2 separate regions of the Mus musculus genome follow, and region 2 is linked to region 1. Evidence: chromatin contacts called from public HiChIP or PLAC-seq data. All regions are on one chromosome and are shown on one strand. Each heading gives the region's core, a stretch centred on a gene start, on an enhancer-like site or on the middle of the called end of the contact. The rest is flanking DNA. Distances are from core to core; before and after follow the strand shown.

Region 1 (4,860 bases), core at 885-3,384:
TTCTAGACCACCAACCAGAGTACACATGGAGGGACCCATGGCTCCAGCTGCACATGTAGCAGAGGATGGCCTTGTTGGGCATCAATGGGAGAGGCCCTTGGTCCTGTGAAGGCTCGATGCCCTAGTATAGGGGAATGCCAGGGTGGGGAGGTGGGAGTGGGTGGGGCAACACCCTTATAGAAGCAGGGGGTGGGGGATAGGATAGGAGGTGGGTGGGGGAACCGGGAAAGGGGATAACATTTGAAATGTAAATAAAGAAAATATCCAAAAAAAAAAAAAAAAAGAGTTTAAAATAAAAGAGATTTTAAAGGGGCTGGAGAGATGGCTCTATGTTTAAGAGCACTGTTTGATCTTCCAGAGGACCTGGGTTTGCACCCATATGGTAGTAGTTCATGACCATATTTAATTCCAGTTCTAGGGGATCCTACCCTCTTTTGGTCTCCAAAGGTGGTACAAACACACACAGGCAAAAAGATTAAACAACAACAACAACAACAAAAAGGTTAAGGGGGCTGGAGAGATGGCTCAGTGGTTAAGAGCACTGGATTTTCTTCTAGAGGACCTGGGTTCAATTCCCAGCACCCACAGGGCAGTTCACAAGTGTCTGTAACTCCAGTTCCAGAGGATCTGGAACCCTTGCACAGACATGCAGGCAGAAAACCAATGCACATAAAAAAATGTTTGTTTGTTTTCGAGACAGGGTTTCTCTGTGTAGCTCTGGCTGTCCTGGAACTCACTTTGTAGACCAGGCTGGCCTTGAACTCAGAAATCCACCTGCCTCTGCCTCCCAAGTGCTGGGATTAAAGGCATACGCCACCACCGCCGGGCAATAAATCATTTTTAAAAAAAGGTTAAACTAAAAAGTTTTAAAATTTTGAAATCCTGAGTTCAGAGTGAAACTGTAAACACAACTCTGACTTACTCTTTTGTAGTTTCTTCCAATACTGAGTAAATCATAGGCTGGAACAAATCCCTGTTTTCCAGTCTGCCCTCCTTCTTCTACTGCACAGGCAGAGAAAGCTCCTGGCTAATGTGGTGTGTTTATGGTAACTCACCCAAGAGTGTCTGCTTAGGGGCTCAGTTTTTGACCATGTATGGACACTATCCCAGCTCCTAGCTAGCACGGCATCATTCCTTGCCAAAACTCTGTGAAACCCTCTTAAGACCAGATGAGTGACTTCACTGACTTCCACATGTGAGATTGATGAGCCCGCCCAAAAGCTGCCTCCTAGTAAACCTGCCTTTATCTACATGTAATATGTTCTAATCTGGCTCTATTTGTGTCACCGAGGGAGAGAAAAAGCATACCATCTGTGTCTTAAGAGGGGTTCTTTTTCAGATCTTCACTCCCAAATAAATACAATTAATTTATATTAAACATCTCTGAGTGTATCAGTGTTTCATGTTGCATGTGAGCCTTAATTTCAAAGTTTAAGTGAAATACTAATGTGGAATTTGAACCTTATTCAAAGTAAGTGGTCCCACCATGGTTGCAAATTCCAGGCCATAAGTATCATAACGACCACTGTAATTCGTCGCAGTACTGTTTTCTTCCTTTCTTTTCTTTTTTCTTTTTTTTCGAGACAGGGTTTCTCTGTATAGCCCTTGCTGTCCTGGAACTCACTCTGTAGACCAGGCTGGCCTCGAACTCAGAAATCCGCCTGCCTCTGCCTCCCAAGTGCTGGGTTAAAGGAGTGCGCCACCACACCCGCAGTACCGTTTTCTAATATCATAATATGCGGGAGTGATGGCTGGTCTTCCAGAGGACCGAGTTCGGTTCCTAGCACCTACATGACTCACCATCACTCCAGTTCTAGTAAATTGAACACCTTCTTTCAGCCTCCTCAGGCACTGCTCACACGTGGTGCACAACCATGCAAGCCGGTAACTAACGCCCATAACACATAAAATTTAAAAGAACGGAAAGACGGAAGTCACAAGCTACAGTTGTTGAGGCATGAAGCCACATTGCCGCGGCCGAGCAATGGAACCCGGAGCTTTCCGACCCCGGCACTGGAGGCTCAGGTGGTTGGGGGTGTGGCTAAGCGCTCTCGGCGGCCCAAAGATGGGTCAGGCCACAGAGCCATGCCAGGGCGGAGCAAGCAGCCATCACCACGCCCCCGAAGCCGTGGCACTTCCGGTAAGCCTGCCCACGTAGAGGGGAAAATGGCAGGCTCGGAGCTGCGGGCTGAGTTAGAACAGAGGCTCGGCGCCCTCGCCATTCGCACGGAGGTCGTGGAGCATCCCGAGGTGAGACTGCGGCCCCAGGAAGGCAGAGGGTCTTCGGGCGAGTGTTTATTGGGTCCAAGCAGAGGCTTATAAGTTTATTTAAAACTGCGGCAACCGTGAGGAAACTTGTCCTGGGATGACTGACGTGACTTAAAAGCCGGTTGGATAGCTGATACGTTATGTAGATAACTAAGGAACAAGGCACTACATAAGTGGCAACCCTATAGAATCGCCTAGGCTGTATCTGGTACCAAAGGCACAGCAGGCCATTGAGGTGGCTTGGTTTTTTACTTCTTTGGACAGTCGTTACCACTGCAGCACGGCAAGGATCATTTCCCAAATAATTACAAAAAGTATATAACCCCTGAGTCTGGAGAATTGTTTTCGCGGTTAAGAGCACGTACTTCTCTTGCAGATGACACGAATTTATTTCAGCACTCACACTGAGAGCTGTTTAAAACTACAGTTCCTCTTTTGGCCCGCTCCCGCTTGTGCCACAAACAAAAGTACGTACCTTAATTTTAACATGACCTACACTGGAGATGTACAATTTTTGTGGAAACTATTATGAGGGTTGGTAAGGCTTGCACGACACATTTTATGATAGAAAACACCTGTCTTAATATTTACTATTTCCCATTTTTACAAAGGTCACATTCTGTGTACATTCCCAGCCTCCAAATACTTTAAGGCCCTGGAGTACTGGTACTTGTAACATTAAAAAAATGTTCTTTATGTACTAACCTGGGGTCTTATGTTCTTCATCGATGCCCTTGTAGTGAATGTCTGGGACTCTGGAGATAAATATTAAGGACTGTCATCAAATTTTACGCCAAAGTTCAAAAGTTATAAGCGTCTCAGGCACCTGATGGCTTTGTTAGCCACTGGGATAGAAAACTGGCCCAACAAAAACTGAGGTCTTGAGGTCTGCAACTGTGATGATTAAGGCTCCCCCTGAACCCCAACCAGGATTTTGCTGCACTCTTGAATTCTTGATCTCGGCCTCAGCTCTAAGTACCAGTACTCCAGGTACCAGGCCTTTAAAGTATTTGGAGGCTGAGGTTTTTAGTTCAGAGATATTGTGCCTGCCTAGCAAGCATAGCACTCTGGGTCCTATCCTCAGCACCAAAAGGCCCAACCCCTATCAAAACATTTATAACGAATACCAGTTAAATTCAGAGCATCCACCATGAAAAATATGTACAACCGTGGATATGTATGTGTGCAATTTACAGTGTTTTTTCTTTTGCATATTTTGCAGGTGTTTACAATTGAAGAAATGATGCCTCATATTCAACATCTGAAAGGAGCACATAGTAAGAACTTATTTCTTAAAGACAAAAAGAAGAAAAACTATTGGTTAGTCACAGTTCTTCATGATAGACAAATCAATTTAAATGATCTTGGCAAGCAGTTAGGAGTTGGGAGTGGAAATCTTCGGTTTGCTGATGAAACAGCCATGCTAGAAAAACTGAAAGTTGGTCAAGGCTGTGCCACACCTTTGTCACTCTTCTGCGATGATGGAGATGTTAAATTTGTCTTGGATTCAGCTTTTCTGGAAGGTGGACATGAGAAAGTGTACTTTCACCCAATGACTAATGCTGCAACAATGGGGTTAAGTCCTGAAGACTTTCTCATATTTGTGAAGGCTACAGGACATGATCCCATAATTCTAAACTTTGATTAAAAAATGATTGGGAGGGCTGGAGAGATGGCTCAGCGGTTAAGAGCACTGACTGCACTTGCAGAGATCCTGAGTTCAATTCCCAGCAACCACATGGTGGCTCACAACCATCTGTAACGGATCTGATGCCCTCTTCTGGTGTGTCTGAAGATAGCTACAGTATACTCCTATACAATAAATAAATAAATAAATAAATCTTAAAAAAAAAAAAAGATTGGGAGCCAGGTGTGGTGGCATATGCTATTTGCCTAGCACTTTAGGCAGAGCAGGCTGATCTCTGAGTTCTAGGCCAGCTAACATCTAATAGTCAGCTGCTATGTCAAACAAAAGTCAATTTGGTTAATATTCATAATAAACTCATTCTGACAGCTGTTTTTATTTCTTGTGTCTTTAATTTGGAGACTATTATTTACCTTAAAGATATTTATGTGTATGAGCATTTTGTCTGCATGTAATGGTACAGTCAGGTACCATTACAACTGGCTTATTAAATTCAATGTAGAAAAACTAGAAGTAGAAAATTGTTTCCACTAAAGTATTAAATTTATATCTTAAAACTCGGCTGCAAAATATAGCATCAGAACTGGTTCAGATGACAGAGAGGCAGTTCCCTTTGTCCTCTACCCTAACTTACTATCCTATTTTATGATAAATTTATTCATCTTTGTTATGGTGAGTCCTGGTTGGGAACTTGATTTGATCCAGAACAAAATACTCCCCTGAGCAGATCTGTGAGGACATTTCTAGGCAGGACTAAATGAGGAAGACTCCACAGTGGGCAGAATTTTGACAGCAGCTTGGATGAAGTTCCAGGAAAGAGCTGTGTTGCTTTTGTGCCTTCATTGCTTCTTGCTGGTGAGTCCTACTGCTGCTACTACCATCCTTTATTGACACATGCCCACACAGCCTGAAGACCAGAGGCTCTTCAAGAATCCTCCAGGCACACT
Region 2 (4,860 bases), core at 1,293-3,792, 200 kb before region 1:
GACAAGGACGGGGAGTATAGTTAACTCGTAAAGTGTATACCTAACAGGCTCAAGGCATGGGTTCTAATCTGAGCTCCACTAGAACAAAAACACCAGAAGACAGTAAATAGTACCTTCAAGTTACATATTCTCTAAGGTAAACATATTCAGCATATATGTAACTCACATATTTATAATACTTCACTTGTCTGCTAATTTTAAGGTGCCAAGAATGTGTGTGTAATAATCCACTCATATGAATATTAAATGTACTTTTCATACTGTAAGCTTTTATTTAAGAAAGCAAATTAAAAGCCTTAAGTTAAGTTTTTGCAGAATGATAATCAATTCTTTAGTTTTAGTTATTACAATTTATGGTAAGTATAGAGAAAACTAGCTAACTCATAGGTACCAGCTGACATTTTTACCCACTTCTTTCTCAGTGTTTTAAAACTGCAGTTTTTAAGTTAGCCAAGCAAAAATATTTTACTCTGAAAAATCAACGAGCAAAATTTATGAGTACACAATTTATGGGTCATACTTTCTCATTAAACTTCATCTAAATGAATTTAAATACCAACCTTTAAAGAATAAAATTCTCTCAAGAATAGTCCTCAAATAATACACATGCAAACCAACTGGCAACGTGATGCTTTGAATATCTGGTGTAGTATTCTATTTTCTCCTTACAGAATGCCAAAGGAAGAGTCACAGATCAAACTTGTAAATATAATGCTAAAAAAATAAAACCAAAGACCTGCAAGGTCTCCAACTCACTTCTAAAGAGTACGATGATCTAAAATTACCTACTTTCAATGTCTCTCTTACCTTAGTCAAAACACTTTTTTTTTTTTACAATGCATGGTTAACTAAGAAAAAATATAATTAAATAAGTTGCTAATAAAAAAAATCTCTGATAAAGTAGCATGTGTGAGTTTTGGGGTTGTTTTGTTTTGTTTTTTCAAGACAGGGTTTCTGTGTAGCCCTGGTTGTCCTGGAACTCAACTCTGTAAACCAGGCTGACCTCGAATTCAGAAATCCACCTACCTCTGCCTCCCAAGTGCTGGAATCAGGCATGCGCCACCACTGCCTGGGGAGCATTTTTTTTTTTTTTAAAGTTTGTATCTATTTGGAAGGATTTTAAGCACAAGAGAACTGTCTCAAAGCAGATGTGAAAGCCCAGAATGGTACAGACCTTTAAACCAGCATTGGGAAAGCAGTCAGGTAGCATTCTCTGAGTTCAAGGCCAGCTAACATTATATAGTTATGTTTGTTTCAAAAAAGAAACAAAACAACCTAGTTAGTAAGCCCACCTGGTGTTCACCTCATCCTGCTCTCTCAAACTCCTTCCACTTCTTTTACTTTTAATGCCAGCAAAATTTTTGGTTTGTTTTGCTTTTCCCTTCCCCTTCTTCCCCTTCCTCTCCTTCTTCCCCTTTCTCTTCTTCCCCTTCTTCCCCTTTCCTTTTCCTTCCTTCCTTCCTTCCTTCCTTCCTTCCTTCCTTCCTTCCTTTTAAATTTCCCTGTGCCTTTAAAGATTGAAAAGAAAAAAAGGAAAAGGAAAAGGAAGGAAAAGAGAAAAGAGAAGAGAGCAGCCATTTACTTTGCTTGTATATTGTTTTGGGAAGCTACGATTTAGACGTCTATTAATAATGGAGAGCCCGAATCTTTTATTAATATGAAACAGTGACAGTTACACAGCAGTCTTGAAACTAATTTTAGAATTCTAAGCACACAGAGGTACAAAACTAGATGTTTTACTGCTGAGAGACATTAACAACCATAAACCCTACCATATGCTGTAATCTAATGCCCTCTATGGACTAAAAGTCAGTACTTCAACAATGGTGAACTCAATATTCAAAAATGGAATAGGATTTGAAATCTAAAAAATAACATTCAAAATGACAAAAAATTGAGCATTTTCAAACTCTTTTAACAACATCACATAGCAATTTCAATATATGAATATTAAAATCCAGAGAAACTGAAAATGTTTCTCTTGCACCAGGAGGTTAAATCAGAATATGATGGGAATAAAAATAACTCTGCAAGAATCCAGACAATTATAAATAAATCAGAACTAAAAGTAAAAATAAAAGAGTACTAAAAAATGAAACAGGCTTTCCTTTGTGAAGTCAAACTGACATGCCTCATCAAATATGAGACCTTGAATGCAATGACCTCGAATGCACAAGCATGTGAGAGAGAGAGAGAGAGAGAGAGAGAGTGAGTGAGTTAAAGACCCAAAGTATTTCTAAACTTACAATTTAAAAATTAAGTCATTAGGCCTTTTACCTTAACAGAAACACATCTTCAGGGTCATTTCAGAATGCTTATAGCATAGCTCAAGTATTTAATTCTGTACAAAATGTCAAAATTCAAAATAGTTTATAAATTTGTTTTATAACAAGTGTGAAATTTTGTGACCAGCCACATTTATTCAGTATGGTTACTTATCAAATATTCCATAGAAATGGTTTTACCATTACCCACACTAGATGGCACCAACACCCAAATCTGCATTTGATTGCCTAACCAACCACTGGGAAACTAGCAAAAGCTATTCTCAATCATCCAACAGTTGAATGGTTGCCTGGCACCAGGAGGCTAGATCAGAATATGATGGGAATAAAAATAACTGCGACAATTATAAATAAATTGGAACTAAGTAAGAATAAAATTAAGAGTAGTAAAAAGAAAGCGGCTTCCTTTGTAAAAGTCAAACTGTCCACTGATGTGTGCATAAAAATCTTAGAGAGAGAAGACTTTGCACCCTGCACATAAAAACAAGATCATAGAGCATCAAAATCGAAAAATGAACAAAGGTTAAACAAGCAATTCATAAAAACTAAAGCACAAATGACCAATAAATGCTTGAAATCCTGGCTTTGGTAGTAACACACAGGAAGGTAATAAAAGGCATTTAAATAAGAAAGGAAGTAGTTAAGAAAAAAAATCCTATTTTCAAGTGTTACAATTCTATACATCAGAGACCCTCGAGACTCCACAAGAAGGCTGATAATCTGATAAACACCTTCTACAAAATGGTTAGGATTCAAAGTTAGCATTAAAGATACAGTAGACTGTCTACATACCATCAAAGGGCACACTGAACAAGAAACAATGTGGTGAAGAGCATTTAATCTTGCACTCAGGGTATAGAGGCGGGAAGAATTAAACTCATGGCCAATCTGATTTACATAGGGAGGGTTCCAGGTTCCCCACCCCGCTGCACAGAGAGAACCTGTTTCAAATTCTAAAACCCTTAGAATAAACCTAACAAAGAAAGTTAAAAACCGCTGGGCGTGGTGGCGCTCTCCTATAATCCCAGCAATTGGGAGGCAGAGGCAGGCGGATCTCTGAGTTCCAGGCCAGCCTGGTCTACAAAGTGAGTTCCAGGACAGCCAGGGCTATACAGGCTATACAGCCCTGTCTCGAAAAACCAAAAAGAAAGTTAAAAACCTCTACCAACTTGATAGCTCACAACCATCTTTAACTCCAGCTCCAGGAGAGTCAATACACCCTGACCTCCCTGGCACCAGGAACTCATGTGATGCATATATAGAAGCAATACAAGCAAACACTCATACACATAAAATAAATCTGAAGAAACCCAAGTAGTTGGGCACACCTGTGGAGGATTTTCTTGATTTGATCATTTGAGATGGGAAGACCCACCTTAAACCTGGATTATCTGAAGGTGGAAAAAGATTCACCCTAAATCTGGGCCAGCCTGCATAAAAAGCTTTTGCTTTTTGCTTCCTTAACCTCAGTCTCTCTGGCAAGTTCATCTATCCCGTTACTAAGGCACTAATACCCCTGGTGGTATTAGAATGTACTTCTGTGAGGTTCCAACATAGACTCAAGACCTCTGAAGGAATTACCTGAACGCTGCAAAAGATTGAGATGGCTAAGACTTTCAGTTTTATAACCAGATCCTTGGCCTTTCTTTCAAGAGATAACCATTGTTGGACTACCTGGACCACAGCCTGTAAGCTACTTGAACAAAACCATGTGTTGTGTGTGTGTGTGCATGCCAAAGTTACATGAGAACAAAGATTTTTGTCTCCCCCACTCTCAAAGAAAAGAAATACAGGATAGTACTTCAAACAACCAAGCCAAAGCAATTATAAGTACCTGCTTTTAATAGATGTTTATTGTAATTAAGAAAAATATCAAGCAGAAAAATCTAATCTAACTTCATTCCTTTTACAGTAAAGGAAGTCAACATCTATCTAGATGTGAGAAAGACTAGAATTCATGTCATCCAAATTATACAAACACTTCCTGTGAATTTTATGGAATATACACACTTGTTATGTTGTTTTGTTGTTGTTTTTTTTTTTTTTTTTTTTTCTCCAAGACAGGGTTTCTCTGTGTAGCCTTGGCTGTCCTGGAACTTACAATAGCCCAGTCTAGCCTCAAACTCAGAGAATCTGCCTGCCTCTGACTTCCAAGTGCTAGGATTAAAGGCTTACACACATTTGTTAAATGCAAATTATGTTCTATTCCTCTAGTGAGAATGGACATAGCAGCTAATGCTAAGTTTAAAAATTACTGACAAGCTGGGCAGTGGTGGTGCAACCCAGCACTCATGAGTCTGAGGAAGGTGGATTTCTGAAAATTTGAGGATAGCTTGATCTACAGAGCAAGTTCCAGGACAGCCAGAGCTACACAGAGAAACTGTCTTAAAAAAAACAAAAAACAAAAACAAACAAAAAAAAAAAACGACATGGGAATGCTAACTTGATCACTGGAAAGTTATCAAATTATCACACAGTACCCTAAATATATAAATATGGCTCAGAAGTTAAACACCTTCCACACAAACAAGCATCAGTCTGCCATCTTAGAACCACAAAAAGCCAGATGGGCACA

The links. HiChIP or PLAC-seq counts read pairs in DNA pulled down with a chosen protein or histone mark.
Region 2: a contact with region 1 is called in an H3K27ac HiChIP or PLAC-seq map of embryonic stem cells, with 10 read pairs. The contact joins the enhancer-like site here to the promoter of Prorsd1 in region 1. A contact is called at or near these places in 6 of 39 promoter capture datasets (the C10 cell line, cranial neural crest, embryonic stem cells and 2 more), 2 of 484 Hi-C or Micro-C datasets (Sertoli cells and embryonic stem cells), 8 of 115 datasets of contacts at active chromatin or transcription factors (the 230-238 cell line, bone marrow-derived macrophages, embryonic stem cells and 2 more) and 4 of 9 other capture datasets (adipose tissue, liver, macrophages and 1 more).

Annotation. Positions count from the first base shown.
Region 1 is chr11:29,512,307-29,517,166 of GRCm38.p6, reverse strand. Prorsd1 (prolyl-tRNA synthetase domain containing 1) reads left to right here and starts at 2,134. Exons shown (of 2, transcript NM_026465.3): 1 at 2,134-2,250; 2 at 3,491-4,860. The coding sequence starts at 2,167. The coding sequence ends at 3,916.
Region 2 is chr11:29,712,628-29,717,487 of GRCm38.p6, reverse strand. All of the region lies in intron 3 of Rtn4 (reticulon 4), which reads right to left. Among named protein-coding and RNA genes, the nearest start is that of Rtn4, 22 kb to the right of the region's middle. Within about 2 kb of position 2,542, at least 8 of the 459 cell types and tissues checked have an H3K27ac peak or open chromatin away from gene starts, as enhancers often do. A contact at or near this core is called in embryonic stem cells, where this site is marked.